Regions from separate parts of the Capra hircus genome. Here region 1 is linked to region 2. A link is a contact called in public Hi-C data. All regions are on one chromosome and are shown on one strand. Each heading gives the region's core, a stretch centred on a gene start, on an enhancer-like site or on the middle of the called end of the contact. The rest is flanking DNA. Distances are from core to core; before and after follow the strand shown. Region 1 has its middle 29 kb from the start of GP2. Region 2 has its middle 38 kb from the start of GPRC5B.

Region 1 (2,865 bases), core at 107-2,606, 430 kb before region 2:
TCCCAAAGGGTCGGACACGACTGAGTGACTGAACAACAATACACATTTCATGCATATCTAATGTACTTGGCTGGATGAATTTTAACAAAGCGAGCACTCCAATGTAAGCACCACCCAGTTCAAAAATAGAAGCCCCCTTCCTGCCCCTCCGGTTATTGCATCTCCCAAATGCAGCACCTGTCCCAGCTTCCAGCACCACAGAGTAGCTCTGTCTGATTTTTAACTTTATCTAAGAGGAGTCCTACAATGTCTCTTTTGAGCCTGGCTTCTTATAGTCAGTGTTATCTTTGTGAACTTGATCCATGTTGTTGTGTTTAGTTATAGTTTGACTGGCATTATTCTATTGAAAGAATGCAACCTAAATTATTCATCACTTCTACTATTGACAAGCTTGTCAGTTGTTTCCGGTTTTCAGCTGTCGTGAAGTGTGCTGCTTCTTGTTCAGGGCTTTTGGTGAACACAGGTACCCATTTCTGATGAAGTGTGTGTATTCAACTACAGTAATAACAACTAGGGCCATTTTTCAAGCTGACTGTACTTATATCCTACATGCTTCTTTTTAATTTTTTTTTAAAACATCCCAAGATTCTTTATCCTCTAGTATCTAGTGACTATTGACTCTATTTTCCTTCATTCCTTGAGCACAGCAAGGCCCTTGCCTTCCTTGGGGCCTTTGCACATGCGTCCTCTTGGCCTGTCATTATCTTTCCAGGTGAAGGATGGACAAGTGCTCACCCTGTAGGTCTCATTACTGATGTGCCCCCTTTTAAGCCTGTGACTGTTATGCTCACCACTTCATGCGCTGTGACCAGCCTGGCCTGGTAAATAGCCAGCAGTAAGCAAATATTAGCTAATACTGCTGTTGTTGCAATAAATAGTCTCTTTGCAAAAAGAAAAAGACGACCACGTTTCTCTCTCCGAAATTCTGATTCCAGGAAGTCAGATTTCCTTACTTTTCTTATTTCGATGTGCCGATCCAAATGTACCCGCTAAGGATTCTAAATCCTCCGGGGGGTTGAGGGGTAGGCATTGGCAAGGGGAGATCTCCGCAGGCCCAGGGGTACCTCCTATCTTCCGGGAGGTGCGCACTGCCTGTTCTCTACAGAATGGCCAGTAGAGGGCACTGTGAGAACATGTCCAAAGAAGTAGGGAGGCGGTCAGAATTAGAGCCGGAAGGGATCTTCACTCTGCAGACCCAAACCATCATTTTACAGCTGAGCAAACAGATGCCTAGATAGGAGACGTGACTGACCCAAGGTCACCCTGCTTCTGCTCGGCTAGCAGAGGTGACTCTTCACCGGTTGGCGTTCTCCGCTCTGCTCTGAAGCTGCCAGCACCGAATCAGCCGGCCACCGGTGGGCGCTGCAGCCTTCAGCCGCCGAGGCCCCTTTTGCCAAGCCCCTCACAGCCCCTTCCTTGCTCCTGCTTTCCCCTTCCTCGCCCGTGTTGCATCAGAGAAAGGATCTAGATTTTGGAAGCAGGACAAAGCACACAACGCCCTTTTGATTCCACAATGATCTCTGAGAAAGTATTCTACTTTTCTTAATAATAGCTACCAATTACTGGGAACTTCCTGGGTGCCAAATACTATGCATTACAGATTTAACCCTCAATCCAGGAATGCTTTGCAGGTTCAATTTTTCCGTCTCTTTTGGGAGTCCTTTTCTGATCGTCACCCGACTGAAAGAGATCTCTTCCCACACCCATTTCCTCCCTATCACAGTGCCTGGTTTATTCCTTTACAGTTCTAACAATTATGTTTATAACAATTCTGGTTATTTACTTATCTACTTATTTATCGTCTGTATCAACTCCTCTCCTCCTCCCAGTAGACTCTGAATTTAGTGAAAGAAGAAATCTGGAGCTAGACAGGCCTGAGTTCAAGTTTCAACTCATTAATTTACAAGCATTATGACAACCTTGCATTAGTCATTAAAACTGAGGCCCTTATTTCCTTTTGTAAAATAGGGATTCATGCTTGTATTGTACAAGTATATGGGTGGCTGCACCAGTCATTTGTTGATTAGATCTCCTCTCTAATATTGATATTGTGGTCATTGACCCTGCATTTGGGGGGCCTCCCAGGTGGCTCAGTGGTAAAGAATCTGCCTGCAAATAAAGGAGACGCAGGAGACATGGGTTCAATCCCTGGATCGAGATCCCCTGGAGTAGGAAATGGCAACCCACTCCAGTATTCCTGTCTGGAAAATTCCATGGAAAGAGGAGCCTGGTGCCCTACAGTCTATGGGGTTGCAAAGAGTCAGACATGACTGAGTGTGCAGCACGCACCCTATATTTGATTGCCTTTAGTGATGGAGAACTCACTAAAAGGCAGCCCAAATAAGACAACATATTTTGGCATCCCAAGGTCATTCATAGCTATGTAACTTTGGAAAAGCCAGAAAACTTTTCTGAGCCTCAATTTCTTATTCTGTAAAGTGGAGATGCTGATGATAATACCCATTTCCCAGGGTTGCTTTGAAGATGCAGCGAGATTGTGCATTGTGTATAAGCGGATGGCATCTGGCAGGTGCTTACTAAATGTTAGTTTCCTCACCTTGTTACTTAGATAGGGGGAAATGACTCTAAAAAGCACATCTTATGATATCTGAAGTTTCTATAATTGATGGCATGACATAGTTTCTAGGTACTATTCTTTTATTCTTGGTGCTATATATAATAATGGTGTCTTTTATAATCAAAGTAATCTTAGATTCATTGATATCTGATAGTAGTTTCCAGAGACAATATTCAAATTCAGATTCGCCTGACTCCCAAGGTCTGTTTCTAGGGAGAAGAGTCGGGTGATGGAGGACAGGATTGAGAAGAAAACAGACAGCAGAAGTGTGTTCCAACTAAGGTTTA
Region 2 (3,213 bases), core at 693-3,192:
GTCCAATTGTCATATACATACATGACGTATGGACATTTGTCAGCAAAGTGATATCTCTGTTTTCTAATATGTTATTTAACTTTGTCATAGCTTTCATCCCAAAGAGCAAGCATCTTCTAATTTCACGCTTGCAGTAACCATCCACAGTGATTATGGAGCCCAAGAAAAAAATCTGTCATTACTAACACTTCTTCCCCTTCTATTTGCCATGAGGTGATGAGACCAAATGCTGTGATCTTAGTCTTTTTAATGTTGAGTTTCAAGACAGTTTTTTTACTCTCCTCTTTCACCTTCATCAAGAGGCTCTTTAGTTCCTCTTCACTTTCTGCCATTAGAGTGGTATCATCTGCATACCTGAGGTTGTTGATATACCTGGGGATACTTCCCTGGTGGCTCAGACGGTTAAGCGTCTGTCTTCAATGCCGGAGACCTGGGTTCAATCCCTGGGTCAGGAAGATCTCCTGGAGAAGGAAATGGCAATCCACTCCAGTACTATTGCCTGGAAAATCCCATGGGCAGAGGAGCCTGGTAGACTACATGTAGTCCATGGGGTTGCAAAGAGTCGGACATGACTGAGTAACTTCACTTCCACCTCCCAGAGTACTGAAAACAAAAACAAAAATAAGCAATTGGGACCTAATTAAGATTAAAAGCTTTTGCACAGCAAGGGAAACCATAAACAAAAAGAAAAGACAACCTACAGAATGGGAGGAAATATTTGCAGATGATGCAACCGACAAGGGCTTAATTTCCAAAGTATACAAAAAGGTAATACAACTCAATAACAAAAAACAACCCAGTCTCAAAAATGGACAGAGGATCTAAATAGACATTTCCCCAAAGAAGACATACAGATTGCCAAAAATCACATGAAAAGATGCTTAACATCACTAATTATTAGAGAAATGCAAATTAAAACTGCAATGAGGTATCACTTCACACCAATTAGAATGGCCATAGTCATAAGGTCTATAAACAATGAATTCTGAAGAGGATGTGCCCTTCTATACTGCTGGTGGGAATGTACAGCCACGGTAGAGAACAGGATGGAGATTCCTTAAAACACTAAAAATCAGGACTGGGGAACCTTCAAGATGGTGGAGGAACAGGATGGGGAGACCACCTCCTCCCCCACAAGTGTATCAAAATATCACCTGCATGTGGAACAATTTCCACAGAACATCTTCTGAACACTGGCAGAGGATCCCAGAATTCCAGGAAGGCAAACCAAACTCCCCAAACTGAGGTAGGGCAAAAGATAAAAACAAAAAAAGGGAGACAAAGGAGTTTGGGACTGGGACCTGAGCCTGGGGAGGGAGTGGTGAAGCAGGAAGTCTTCTCACACTAGGAAACCCCCTCACAGGCAGGGTCAGGGGGAACTTCAGGATCCCAGAGGGGAGTGCAGCGAGACACCTGCTCCACAGGCAAGACAGTGAAAATTCACCGCAGAGATCACACTGAATGGCATTTCCCAGCCAGGAAGCAGCTCACAGGCTCACGTCCGTCCACAGCAAGCCAGGGCTGGGTATGGAGGCTCAGGCCCTTGGAGGTCAGTCCTCAGGGAAGGGACCAAGGTCGACAGCCATGAAAATGCTCTGAGGTGGCTGATGTGATGCTGCAGAGACAGGCCAGGAAAAACCCTGGGACTGCCAGAGAAGCAAAAGATCACTCGTGAAGGAGGACTCTAGCACCGTGCTCTAACCCCACTCTCTCACAGAACAAAGAATCGTGCTCTAGCGAATGCTAAAGGGGGAGCGGGTCGGCTGTGGTCTGAAGCCCCAGAGACAGAGAAGCAGGCGCAAGTACCAGAGGCGGAAGGTAGGGGGCCACTCCGGTCCCAGCTCCAGAGGTTGCAGCTGCCACCAAGCTGTGAACCGCCGTAGGTTGCTACCCATGTCTTCCGGGAGCCTGAGTGGTCGGCTCTGCCAAGGGTCCCACAACCCAGGACCAACTCCCTGGGGAAATGTGCGGCCTGCCTCAGACGGTGGCAACCTCCCCCAGGGACCGGGCACGGTGGGCACTCCCCACACAGCCTTAGCAGTGTCTGCTGTACCACTCGCCCTGCTGAGCGCAACGGAGCAAGTGAGCCCTAATAAGTGGGTTTTTTCGCCCCCTCGTGTCTGGGTAGAGAACAGACGCTGGAGAGAGAACTTAAAAGCAGAGGCAGGCCCCAAACCAGAGCAGAATGCCAGGGGCTATGCACACTAAGGAAAGAAAGGGAAACTACCCCAGAAGCGGCAGGTGCAATGGCTTACACGCCCACAATTAGCCTGAGACTATGCACTTTAGGGGTAATTATAGACTTTGAGAGCAAGTACAGTCTGGAGCAAGGGAAGATCTGAGTCTGAGCTGACCCCACACTGCCACAACAGATCCAGAGACCTTTCTAGATATACTGGAGGCCTTTCTGTCAATCAACTGGAGCAGAAAAATGGAAGAGTTACGGACATTCCTCTCACTACCACTCTATATATAGTCTCTCTCTTTTTCCCCTTTTTTCCCTCATATTGTATAACATGGTTATTTATTATGCCTTTAATTTTTCATTCTTTATAACCTACTTTTTCCTTTTCTAAAAAAATCCTATTTTAAACAAATTCCATGTTTTTTATTTTTGCTTTTGATTTTATATTTTTGAGGGTCTAATTTTTCCCCCATGTTTTTGATTTTGCTTTTTGATCCTTTGTTTTTAATTTTGTAGTTTTGAGAGTCTAATTTTTAGTATTGGTTTTCACTTAGGGGTTTGATTATTGGTTTGATTGCTCTCTTCTCTTTTGACCCCTCTTCTTGACCTTTTTTATTCTGTTTTCTCCTTCTTCCTTCTTTTTCTTGTATTAGTGTCTGAATCTCTTTGGGTGATCTTGGCTGTTGACAGCTGTTTCACCATTAGTCTAGGGGTTTTGTTTTCTGTGCTGTGTGGCCTCTAAAGTCTTGATGCTACTGGAAGAGGTCAGGCCTGAACCCCAGATGCAGGAGACTCAACTCTAGGACTTTGTACCACCAGAGAACTCCCAACCCCACAGAACATTAGTATGAGAGAGCACTCCCAAAAGCCTCCATTTCAACACTAAGACCAAGCCCCACCTAAAAGCCAGTAAGCTTCAGTGCCGGATATGCCACACCAATCCCTCAGGAAAACAGGAGCACAACTCTGCACATTAGCATACAGGCTGGCCAAAGCCATACCAAACCCATAGATACCCCAAAACACAC

The links. Hi-C and Micro-C count contacts between places; a contact is called where the count stands out from the background.
Region 1: a Hi-C map of liver shows a contact between it and region 2, with 7 times the contacts expected there. The contact joins two enhancer-like sites. A contact is called at or near these places in 2 of 5 Hi-C or Micro-C datasets (blood and liver).

Annotation. Positions count from the first base shown.
Region 1 is chr25:17,802,527-17,805,391 of ARS1.2, reverse strand. No RefSeq gene overlaps it. Among named protein-coding and RNA genes, the nearest start is that of GP2, 29 kb to the left of the region's middle. Within about 2 kb of position 1,356, at least 1 of the 5 cell types and tissues checked has an H3K27ac peak or open chromatin away from gene starts, as enhancers often do.
Region 2 is chr25:17,372,625-17,375,837 of ARS1.2, reverse strand. No RefSeq gene overlaps it. Among named protein-coding and RNA genes, the nearest start is that of GPRC5B, 38 kb to the right of the region's middle. Within about 2 kb of position 1,942, at least 1 of the 5 cell types and tissues checked has an H3K27ac peak or open chromatin away from gene starts, as enhancers often do.